Linked DNA regions of Oryctolagus cuniculus: region 1 is linked to region 2. A link is a contact called in public Hi-C data. All regions are on one chromosome and are shown on one strand. Each heading gives the region's core, a stretch centred on a gene start, on an enhancer-like site or on the middle of the called end of the contact. The rest is flanking DNA. Distances are from core to core; before and after follow the strand shown.

Region 1 (6,612 bases), core at 2,329-4,828, 210 kb after region 2:
TTTATTTGAAAGGCTAAACAGCAGAAAGAGAGGGAGAGACAGAAAAAGAGAAAGAGAGAGAGAGAGAGATCTCCTATCCACTGTTACTCTCCAAATACCCACAACTCCCAGGACTAGAAAAGGAGGAAGCCAGGAGCAAGGAACTCCACCCTGGTCTCCCACAAGAATTGCAAGGGTGCAAGCACTTGAGACATCACCCACTGTCTTCCAGACACAGCAGCAGGAAGCTGCCCCTTGAAATAGGACCTGGTGCCCACTTAGGATCCGAGGACTCTGTGGATTGCTTGGGTAGGTTGGGAATCAGTGAAGAAAAGTGTTGTCAACCCCTCCTCCAATGCATTTTTCACCGAGATTGTAACATAAGAAAAAGGTAAACCATTTAAAAGGAAACCAGTATTTTCCTATGCATTCACTGTAAAGAGGGACATGTGCCCCTCTCAGCATTTCTTGAGCGCCTACGGGCAACACACAGCTGGCCTCAGGACACAGGTGAGGGAGCTCGGGCCCAGTGGGTGAGAGAGCTGCCATCCACACGGAAGAGGGAGCCTTGTCCCACAGTGCGTGCGGGCTGCAGGGGCTTCAGGAATGGGGGAGCCATGCTTCTCTCTCAGGAGCTTCAGGGCTTTCGTGCTCGGGGAGACTCTGGGTTCCCTTCCTCGACCACAGGGTGGAATGAACTGACCTGTAACTGCACAACTTCGGCGGCACCTGCAGGAGGTCAAGTTGAGAAAGGACATGGCTGAACTGCCTCGAGGGGAAGTGAGAAGGGGAACTTGCTAGGATCTGTGCTATAATAAGACACAACTTACTGACAGCTGGCCTTGACCCTAGAGAACACTAAACACTTTAGATGCATGGCTTCATTTCCCACTCCCTCCACCACTGTCCGGGAATAAGACAGGTGCCATTGTCATTTCCAATGTACATTTGAGATAAAACGCCTGCAGAGATGATTTCACATATCAGAAGTGGCATAGCCTTCGCTAGAATCTGCCTTCCTGACTCTTCTGCCGTTCTGAACATTATCAAGAAGAACAAGCACCTAGCATGATTAAAATAATGCCATGCACAAAGCACCATAGATCACCCAAAGTCTCCTTGGTCTCAGCACGTCAGGAAAGTTTTACGATCTTCCGACATTCACATTGATGGAATTTGAATTATTGATGGTCACAGTACTAATAATATGTTAAATTAAGCAGAGGAAGAAGTCAGGGACAGAGGTATGATTTGTTTCTTTCCTAGACAGCCAAAGCAGTCGGACAAAACTAAGGCATCTGAAACACAAGTCAAGAGGTTTGACAGACTCTTCCTGGCTGCTCTCGGCTACACCTGGAGCGGGACATCAACTCAAATACCTAAGTAGAAGGACACGGGTGATCACAGAACGGACAGTTGTGGACCAAGGTGTTTCCCACGGATGGCCAGGCCATCTTAAAAAAAGTCACGCCTCCTTTGAAAATGCTGGCACTGTGGGCTCTTGACTTCTGGAGCGAGACAGTCTCACCTGGCATAGATCTGGGAGGTGACATGTAAGACTCTCCACTCAAAGGAGGAGCAGGAGTCGGGAGGAGAGGAAGGAACGGTGGCCTCCAGAGACTGGAGGCAGACTGCACAGGAGGTGAAAATCTGCAGCAGTTTGATGTAACTGGGGTGGGGCGGGGTGGGGTGGGGGTGTTCATGCTTGCGAAAGGCAGAGAAGAGATGAGGAGCAGGTGAGTTATGGAGGAATTTATCCCTAGGGAGACAGGCGGAAGCCACTGATGGGTTTTAGTGACTGTTAAGGGTATCTACTATTCCCTAGACTTGGTTAGAGAACTCATGAAATAATGTCTGTGAAGCGCATTTGCAGCCTTTCTGACTGCTTATGAGGAAATACCAAGGTGCTTATATCTCTTCTCCCGGCTGGCGAATGGAAAGACCATCCATAGAGTGTTTAAGGAAGAAACTCAAGGATCCCCTTAGCACTATAAAAGGGCTCCCAGACATTCTCTCATGGCTAATCCCGTGAAGCCCAAGTCATAAATCCAAAACTACATGCCTTAATTTGAAATTTGTATTATTTATTTGAGAGGCATACGGAGACAGACAGAAGACGACAGAGAAAGTTTCCATTCACTGGTTCACTCCTCAGATGCCCACAACAGCTGGGGCTGGGCTGGGACTGGAGCCAGAAGCTGGAAACACAACCCGGGTCTCCCACATGGGAGAAAGGAACCTAATTACTTGAGCCGTCACTGCTGCCTCCCAGGTTCTGCATTGGTGGGAAGCTGGACTCAGGATTCAGAGCCAGGAATCAAACCCAGACCCTCTAATGAGGGGATGGGTATCCTAACCACCAGGCTCAGCCCCAGCTCCCAAACTACATGCTGTAATTGACAAACATGCACATGTTTACAGATGGCTTTGATGGAAGCACACTCCAAATATGGTCTTGCTCTTAAGTTCCTGTTCAGGGACCAAATCATCACTAATGCTTCAGGAACATCCCCAGTCTACCCAGGTAGCATATTTGCAAGGCAGATATGAGTAATGAACAATAACCATGACCCATGGAGCCATTGTCATCATAAAAACTGTAGCAGTCACCAAGTGCTTGAAGTGTGGCAAAGTCTACAGCCAGGAAACCGGAATAGAACCCAAGTCTTGGATCCAATGGGTCATGGTGCACCATGTCTAAGCAATCATTATTTTGCCCCAGAGGGCACACAAATGAGCACACGGGAATCTGCATTTCTCCCAATCCATTTCTAGCCTAAGCACAGTGATGGGGAGAATTAAGACCACTTCTCTGTGGAACACACCATCGCCATGCCTTTTCATCCATTGAACAAAATTTATTGAACTTCTGTTATCAGCATTATGCTGGGCACCAGAAAAGGGAAATAAACAGAACCTAACCCTTGCCCTTGAACTGCTAATAGTGAGAGGAGAACAGTGAACTGGTTAAAAAATAATCTTGCAATATAGTCAGGGTAATAGATCCATTGGAACATGCAAGGCATTATTTGAAAAGACATATGTTGTCCCCAAACCAGGGTCAGAATAAAAAATAAACAGGAATTCCCAGCTGCAAGGTCTTACTAAACAATCCCCTTGACCCAGGACAACAGTCTTTAATAGGAAAAACAGGAAACATCCTATTCAAAATCATAGTGGAAGGATGCAGGCTGAATATTCATTAGGATGAGCGTGGTGGGAGGAGGAGGAGAAAACAGCAGGGAGCCAGGAACACTGAAGGCATGAGAATTTCTCCAACTGTTGAGCTGTGTTTCCTAGACAGCTTCTATACAGTAGGGGCGTTGACATTTTCCTGTTGTGAGACTAAAGATGAAAATGATACCTAGTTCAGATAACAAAATCTTATTTAGTTCTTGCTCTATCCACATTCTAAGAATAAGGTGCATAAGAGTAAAAGGATCATTTGCTTCTTGCATCATTGACGTCAGATTAAAGGAATACAGAGGCTATATGAAACCAGAATTATGATGTAGTGCAGCCAGGAGAGCTAACAAGGAGGGTGTCTTCTGGCTCTTTCTGCTGCTGGTGTTACTAAGACCACTGATAAGCATCACTGAGGCTGGCCAAATGGTTGGTGAGCAGGTGGGCCTAGAGGTAGACTGCCAGCGAGGGGATCCTATATATACAGTGGTGCTAGAAACACAGCACCACAAAACAGTTCTGGAAGAATGCGGATCGTTTTCTGTCTGCTTCTCTGAAAGAGGCAGGAAAGAATGCATATTGGCAGCTTAATTAACAAAAGTCTTGGGGCCGGCACTGTGGCACAGCGGGTTAATGCCCTGGCCTGCAGTGCTGGCATCCCTTATGGGTGCTGGTTCGAGACCTGGCTGTACCACTTCTGATCCAGCTCTCTGCTATGGCCTAGGAAAGCAGTGGAAGATGGTCCAAGTCCTTGGGCCCCTGCACCCATGTGGGAGACCCGGAGGAGGCTCCTGGCTCCTGGCTTTGGATTGGCGCAGCTCCGGCCATTGCAGCTATCTGGGGAGTGAACCAGCGGATGGAAGACCTCTCTCTCTCTCTCTCTCTCTCTCTCTTTCTGCCTCTCCTCTCTCTGTGTAACTCTTTCAAATAAATAAATAAATCTTAAAAAAAAATAGTCTTGCTGAATTGAGACATTAGCACTGAGTGCAGCCCCTCAAAGAGACAGCCAGGAAGTTTTAAAGGTGACCTAAAAAGAAGATTTCATTATAAGAACTGAAAAATACTTGCTGGCAACATTTCAGGAGAAATCAAATGCATTTGGCTGAGCCGCGTAAAGGAAATCAATGTTCTCTATTAGCTGAATTGGAGGTCACTCGCGTTTGTTTTCACTGCTCCTGAGACTTTGTAAGCTTCAACAGCCCAGTTCTTGCAGCATGAGTCACTGCTCTCTCACCTCCCTACCCTTCCTTCCTCCCCACGCCCCCGCCCGCTCCACTCCGCGTGTCACTTCCAGCCTGCATCCTCTCGTCTCTGACAAACACAAACCCCTTTGTGTCCGGATTCTTTCTGCCACATCTTCCTGGGGGAATGGGAAGGCACCGGGGCAGCTCAGTCCGATTCCCTTATGGTGCCACTCTGACAGCAGTCACCCCAGAGCAAAAGACACTGCCTAGGCCAGTGTCCCCCAGACACCCAGGTGAAATCTGGAAGTGAGGAAAGGGAAGGCAGCCTTCCGCAGGGAGAGGTGTGGTGGGGTCTTGAGCAGGCCGGAGAAGGTGGAAGGGGGAAAGTGATGACTCCACTGGATATAAAGAACACAGGTCTCCAAGTTTATTGTTTGCACCTTTTGCAAGCCCCTTGAACACCCCATCTCAAGAAGGCGTACCTAACTTTTGGAAGAGGCCCGCATCCCATCCAACACCCAACTTCAGCACCCACGTCCGGCTCTTGACTCAGGCTCCTACCAAGGCAGACCCGGGGAGGAGTGGTGATGGCTCAGTGACTGGGCCCCTGCCACCCCGTGGGAGACCTGGACTGAGTTCCCGGCTCCCAGCTTCTAGCCCAGCCCAGCCCTGGCTACTGCAGGCATTTGTGGAGTGACAGTAGACGGGAGATCACTCTCTGTCTGCCTCTCTCCTTCTCTCTCAAATTAAAAAATAATAATAATAATAAGCCCACCCCAGAGCTTCTGAGCAAGCATCCACCCAGTATCTTCTCTGTGCGGACTCAGGCTGAAATGTAATCCAGGCGCTACATGGCCTCAGAATGCTGCAGAATGCTTTCCACCCAACAGCTCATGCCGCTTAGTGACCTGACCCTTGTAAAGCACTTCCAAAGACATTCTCCCACTGGGATCTTCTAGAACTGCCACTCGACGTGGGTGCTCATCCCATCACGACTTGAGGTCTGGAGGCATTAATGCATTTTGCCTGATATAAGGTCGTGCCTTTAGTGAGATCAGAGCTGGGACAGCAACCTCCTCTCTTGACTCCAGAGCCCTGTCTGCCCTCTGCACCTTCAGAGTCTTGCAGATTCAATGGGCACTTAAAAGATGGTTCTGGTCCAGATATTTGCACAACAATTTGGGAACGCAGAGTGGGTTCACCTTCAGAGTGAGAACTACTTCGATGCAAACTTCAAAGCATTCTTTGGCATTTCATGGCGTAAAAATAAAAATTTAGGTGCACGCATCATTCTCTGTTGGCAAGTTTTACATCAATGGGCCCTTAAGCATCCTAGTGGGATGTGGCTTGGTATGCTCTTGACCATTACCCTTGGTTGAATTCGCAGCTGTGGCCACTTCACCTGTGTAAGCAGAGTATCCCAGAGGGCCTATCACAGTCAGGAGCTTAGGTGATGAGGTTAGCAATTTCAGATAGTCAGCACACTGGCGAGTTAACTTTTTCCTCTGTTGTGCTCTCTTATTAAAGAAATGCACCAGAAACTCACTTTAAATAAATCGTTTCACTTCTCTTGGACGTACTCACCCCATTTATAAAGCAGGTGTGACCCTGGTTGGCCCTTTTACATACAGCAGAGGGATAAGTGGGAGGGATAAGGAATTCTTCAGAGGCCTTGAGCTCCTGGGTGGTAGGGAAAAATGTGCTAGGGTCCTAGGGCTGCCATAGCAAAATATCACGCACAGAGGAACGTGGGCAACAGAAACCCATCTCTCACAGTTCTGGAGGCTGGAAGCCCAAGAGTAAGGCACTGGAGGACTGTGCTGCTTCTAGGATGCTAGGAAGGAGCCATCCCGGATCCTCTTCCAACCACCAGTCGTTCCTGGCTTCAGATCCTGGGACTCCACTCTCCACATGCCCTTCTCCCTGTGTGCGTGTTCTTGGTTTTCTTTAGTTAATTAATTGTATCTGAAAGAGAAAGGCAGATTGGTGGACAAGGAAACAGAGATCTCCTATCTGCTGGTTCACTCCTCAAATGCCTACAGCAGCCAGGGCTGGGTCAAGACCAAAGCCAGGAGCCAAGGACTCAATACAGGCATCTCATATGTTTGGCAGCGTTCCAATTACTTGAGCCATCATGTGCTGCCTCTCAGAAAGCTAGAATAAGGAGCAGAGCCAGGACTGCAATCCAGCCAATCTGATACGAGATGTGGACATCCCAACTAGTATCTTAGCTGCTCCGGCTTTCTTTTTGTAAGGCCACTGGTCA
Region 2 (5,951 bases), core at 468-2,967:
TGCGCTGAGGCTAGCCCCAGCAGTGCCAGCTCTCCACAGCCTGGGAATGGCACCTCCCCAGCCCACATTCCCTCCCTCCGGGGGGGAGGCAGCCCCCAGAATTATGCAAATTCGCCCATTTCAGTAGGAGGCTGCAGTGCAAGATTAGAAAAAGATCTCAGCATTCCTTCTGATGCAAGTCATGATAAAATATCTTTGCCTCTGCAAACTTCTGCACTACATTCGTGGCTGCAATTTGCAAGACTGAAGCTGTCAGATACACTCCCACCCCATTTCACAAGGAATCTGAGGAATCAGGGTGGCCAAATCCACTGTATTGACTATTTTAGCTCAAAATGTCCCTTATACTTGCATAGCAAGTCGCTCGTGCCTTACCTTGAAGTGACAGAATTCCAGAAAAAAAAAAAAAGTAGTCTAAATTTTTTCCCCTATATCTTGTAATCAAATGAATGCTATGCCAGAAAAAAAGGAACCGTGTATAGAAAAGTGTTTGCATTTCAACACGGTCCATTGGCCAGGGTTGCCGGGCAGAAAGGAAAAAAGTCACAGCCTTCACACACACACACACACGGTAAGTTAACATACATAACTTTCTATTTTCTTTTCTCTCTCTTTCCAGTGCTGTGTAACCTGACCTCAGCAGAAGCAATGTGATATTTAAACCGATTCGGAGGAGACCCGGGTCTCACAGGACCTCAGCTAGCTGCAGGATTCCCTTGGGTTTCCTGTCAAAGTCCCTTCCCCCGGAGGGAAGGGGACGTTGGCTGCTCAAGATATATTATAGCTGGGCCGGGTGATCAATCAAGCCTTGCGGACGCACGGGCTGCGTGCATTGCCAAACTCCTTGGCCCCGGACCTTTGGGCTTCGGTATCGGCTCTGCGAAACCATGTGCCCGGGCGCGCGGAGCGTGACCTGGCGGGCGGACACACACGGCGAGGCGACACTTTCTGCCGCCTCCATTCCCATCCGCAGTGCACTGTGTGTGTGTGTGTGTGTCCCCGGCCGGGAGCGGGCGGCACAGGCAGAGGGGAAAACGGGCTCTCGGCGTGTGTTTCCCAGCGAGCCACCAGGGCTCTCGGGAACCGGGCTCACCTCGCATCGCTGAGCGAAGGCACCTACCCCGCGCCCCCAAGCCATCACCCCCCGGGGCCCGGTCCGAGCAGCCGGGCCGGCCACTCGCTCGCTGCTCCGTCCACAAAGGCGGACCCCCAAAGCCCGCGTCTGCTGGCGCAAAAGGAGCAGTAAGGACCACCCCAACAGTCGCTTCCCCCTCCCGGAACTCCCAGGAAAGTTTCCCTGTCTCCAAGAGCGCGATTCTCGAATGAATCGGTAACAGCCCTCCGCCTCCCGGGTCCTCCCCGCTTTGCGTCCCCACCTCGGGGCACCGCCACCCCGGGCGCACGCGGTCAGGACGCCCCCCACCCGCCCCGGGCGGCCGCCTGTCACCCCGGGGAACGCCGACAGAGGGTCGCGCGCTCCGCGGCCGCCGCGCTCCTCCGACCTCCTCGGTGCGGCCACGTTAGCCATGGGAGACACACACAAAAAGAGGCCGCCTCTGCAGCACGTTGTCGGGGCTCACCTCGGGGCTGCGCTCCCGGGGCCTCGCCGTCGGTCGCCGCGCCGCCCTCCGCCGCGGAGCATTGTTCGGAGAGGAGCGGCGCGCGGTGCGTGCCCGGCCGCGGGCGGGTGTCTTCTGCCTGGGCCCCGCGGCCGGCTGGCAGCTGCGCGCGCGGCTCCGCCCCCTCAGCCTCCGGTTACGCCGCCCGGCCCGGCCCCCGCCGCCCCGCCGCAGTCCCCGCGCCCGGCGCCCCTCCGCGCCCGCGCGCCTGCCGCCGCCGCCGCCTCCCCGGCGGGCGCTCCCGCCACCCCGCGCGCCCGGCCCGCCCTCCCGCTCCGACAGCGAGGCTCCGCCCCAGCCCGAGCGCAGGAGCCGGCGGACCCCCGCGCCCTGCCCCGCAGGCGCCCCTGCCCCGTGGGGGCTCCGCGCGGCCGTGCGGGCGCGAGCTGCGGCGCGTGCAGGCTTCCCTTTGCCACAGGGTGCTCGCTTGGGGGTGGGTGCCCTGCAGCCCTCAGGGAAGGAGAAGCAGGGGTAGATTCCTGAGCGCACCATTGAGGCCGGCGGCATGGGCACTTGGGGTGCCGGTTGCTGTCACCCCCGGACGGATGGTGGCGCGGGAGAGACCTGGGCTTTCTGCAAATCGCTCAGCCTTTGAGTTGGAGCTTTCTAGAGGGAGAATGCAAGGATCGGGCTGCTGAGAGCTGGCCTTCCAGCTTGCTGGAACATCCAGGCCCTCCGCAGGCCACTGCACCTGAGTTTGCACGGTTTCCAGTGAGTCATCCCCTGAGTTAGTCCTGGGGCTACAGATTTCTTCACTCAGTGTAATGACAGCCGCGATCCAGTCACGGCGCTCCCTCCCCTTCCATCTGCTGCCCGGGACCCGTGCACCTTGACCCGGGCGTTCCTTCAGGGAGCCTGCGCCGAGGTCACCTCCCAGGGCTCTGCATGGGTGGGGAAAAATCGGCCAAGCGGAACAGGAAGAAGACCCCCCCGGAAAAACTCCCTTGTGGCCTTCTCTGTCCCCCTCCCCCGAGAAGCAGTTTATGGTCCATTCCACTTCCGGTCCTCTGCCGGCCAGCCCGTGCCAGCCTGGGAGCCCCTACTACTGACAGAGGAAGGGGGTCCCTTAAGGTTCCTGGGTTTTCCTCCATGTTCCCAAGTCTCCCGTTTCTCCTAAGAGGATGAGTAGAATTGAGGAGTGGGGTAGGGACATTTGGAGGGACAGGAATAGAACCAACATTCATTACATGCTCACCTGGGTCAAGCAACCCCAATGGAGAAGGGACCACCGTTATCCCCAGTTTACAGAGAGGAAAACAGAGGCTCCGAAGGCCACGTCAGTTTCAAGGCTCCGCAGTTGATAAAGCGGTCATCCCAGCGTTGGGACCCAGAGCTGTGTGACCCCACAGGCAGTCCCACCCTCCCAGGCTGCCCTCCCTGAGGGCTGGTAGTCAGCCCTATCTTTCTTCCCGAAGTGGAGGGAGATCACTTGAACACATAGGAAGGAAGCCTCCGCTTAACTCGGTTAGCATCCACCAGAGCTGAGCCTTGGGCCGGCTCAATTAGAGACCCAGGAGGGGAAGGTGTTTTGAGAAGTTCCTGCCTGCCAGGTTCCAGGCCAGATGTTTGGGTTCATCCCCAGTAGAGCCCACTGTAAGGGAGACGCTGGCCCCATATGGTAAATAAAGGCTCCACTGAGTACACACGAGGCACTTCCTGTACACTTTATGTTTTTCTCTTTACCTAATTTCTTTTTGCTACACTAACAGGCAAAAGAATAGAATTATAAGAAGCAACCGCCATGGTGTGACAAGATCCTCTAGTGGTTCTGTGGCTTGGGACAGCTGTCCAAGGGTTCATTCAGTGTTAGTAACCTGTGTCCTCCAGTGATTTGCTGTGCTCACACACAAAATAAACGCATTATACTGTAGCTGCTGACATGCAAGGTGCATCGTTTTATGCCAGCAACATGTTCCTAAAGATGGCTTCATCTTGCCTAATGAAAGGAATCAAAAAAATACTTCAAAAGAGCCAGTTGGGTGCACACGAAACTCCATACTCTCACACACTGCTCCACCATTGCCTGTTAAGTAAGTGGCTTCCTCAGCCTAGCTACAGTCAGCTCATGCATTTCATAAACAATTCTGCTTGAACTTCCAGACTGCACCCCGCAATGCAGTGCCATTTGTGTACACACAGCATTCTGCTTCTAGCTCTTATCAGTCCATTTTCATGATGTTTTTAACCACAGAGTTTGGGCTGCGGAATACAGACCAGAGCATGAAGAAGAGCTGTTTGCTTTAATATGTTCGTCCACAGACTCCCTTCTGCGCGAGGGAAATTTTAGGAAGTTAGGAGAAGACATGGAAACAGAGTGCTTTGGTGAATGTAAAGAAGTTTGGAATTTGGGGCCAGTGTTGTGGCACAGTAAGTTAAGCCTCCACCTGCAGTGCCAGCAACCCATATGGGCACCGATTTGTGTCCTGGCTGCTCCTCTTCCCCTCCAGCTCTCTGCTTATTGCCTGGGAAAGCAGTGGAAGATGGACCAAGTGCTTGGGCCCCTGCACCCACATGGGAGACCCAGAAAAAAGCTCCTGGCTCCTGACTTTGGATCAGCTCAGCTCCAGCTGTTGCGGACATTTGGGGAGTGAACCAGCAGATGGAAGACCTTTCTCTCTGTCTCTTCCTCTGTCTGTAACCCTACCTTTCAAATAAAAAATAATTTTAAAAATAAAAAAAAGAAGTCTGGAATTAGAAAAGCAAAAGTGTAAAATTAGAAAGTGGGTACCATTGAATTCTATCACAGAAGTGCAAGCTGGCCAAACAACACGGAGGTTGGGTGAAAGACATCTCATACGTGATATTGCTCCAGCGGGAGAAAAGAGAGACGATTCTTACCTTCAAGTGAGAAAGGTGTTCAGTTTGAGTCAATGAATATTGACTCAGTGAATATTGAGTGGCCTTTGACTTATGAAGCTCTGCATGAGACACCGGAGGGAAAGCAAAGAAAGATGGGTAAGACAGAAAAATGTAAGCTCTGAGAGAGGAAGATAAGCCCGGGGCGGTGGGGGCTCAAAGGAAAAACACAAAAAGACACACAGACAAACAGGTTTCATGGAGGAAGGAGACTTGGAAGAATGAGAAAGATTTCTATTTGTGGACAATGGGGACTTTCCAGACGGAGAGCGTGGTGGCCACACAGGAATGGACGTGGGAGCGGGAGAGACGACTTTTTCAGTCTGCCTGGAGCGTGGATATTGGAGACGCGCCTGGGAATGTGGTGAGGCACTGCCTGGGAAGCGTTTGGTTTCTAGGTGAGCCAACAAGAACGTGTTATTTCGGAGTGGCAGAATGACATCATTCGGTGAGTTCTTCCTTAGCTGTCTGTGGATCTTGTATCCCAGAGACGACTGGGAAGTGGGGAGAGAGATTGGAGCTAAGGAGCCTGGCTTGCAGTTCCCATACATGCTGCAGATGGGAGTAGGGGCCTTTGATCAGGGGGACAGCAGAGGAAACAGGGTGGACAGTCAGTGTGCAATGGGCTTGAGAGATGGGGAGCTGGCTCCGCTCTCTCCCTACGCCCGATCACCTGCTGACTAACCATGGCTTATGCTACAGAGTAGCTCCTCTGCACGGGGAGCTGCATACTAAACACTGTACGTCACTTTTCTCTTTGAAACTTCGCAGAGATCCTGAGGCAGGTGCTGCTGTTAAGGAAGGAATCCCTGACAATGGACAGAATGAATCTTAACGCCTGGAGCCTGGTGGACTGGTGGTGACATGAGTCCCCACAAGAAAGCCAGAGGATTCCCTCTTTGGCCTTCTGGAGCCAAGTTCTCCTGCCAGAAGAGGTGTTTGGGGGACAGCGCTGTACCATAACAGGTAAAGCTGCCGCCTGCCGTGCTGCCATCCCATATGGACGCAGGTTCAGGTCCCGGCTGCTCTACTTCCAATCCAGCTCTCTGCTATGGCCTGGGAAAGCTGTGGAAGATGGCCCAACTCCTTGGGCCCCTGCACCCATGTGGGAGACCCGGAAGAAGCTCTTGGCTCCTGGCTTCGGATAGATACAGCTCCAGCTGTTGAGGCCAATTGAGGAGTGAACCAGCAGATGGAAGACCTCTCTCTCTCTCTCTGCCTCTCCTTCTCTCTCTCTCTCTCTCTCTCTCTGTGTAACTCTAACTTTAAAATAAATAAATAAATCTTAAAGAAAAAAAAGGAAGTGGTGTTTGGAGCCCCAGGGGTGAATGAAAGAGGCTAGAGGAACATTGAGAAGAAGTAGCAAAAATGATAGAGAGAGGTGAGGATTAGGGGGCACAGTCACCTAGAAGGTCATGGTGGAAAGGACCTTGGCCCCTTCTCTTCCAGGGTATTCCATTTCCAGGTAAGTCTGAA

The links. Hi-C and Micro-C count contacts between places; a contact is called where the count stands out from the background.
Region 1: a Hi-C map of an unstated tissue shows a contact between it and region 2, with 1.9 times the contacts expected there. The contact joins the enhancer-like site here to the promoter of PRAG1 in region 2. A contact is called at or near these places in 2 of 6 Hi-C or Micro-C datasets (skin fibroblasts and an unstated tissue).

Annotation. Positions count from the first base shown.
Region 1 is chr2:78,366,008-78,372,619 of mOryCun1.1, forward strand. No RefSeq gene overlaps it. Among named protein-coding and RNA genes, the nearest start is that of CLDN23, 52 kb to the right of the region's middle. Within about 2 kb of position 3,579, at least 4 of the 8 cell types and tissues checked have an H3K27ac peak or open chromatin away from gene starts, as enhancers often do.
Region 2 is chr2:78,155,287-78,161,237 of mOryCun1.1, forward strand. PRAG1 (PEAK1 related, kinase-activating pseudokinase 1) reads right to left here and starts at 1,718. Exons shown (of 6, transcript XM_070068513.1): 1 at 1,581-1,718.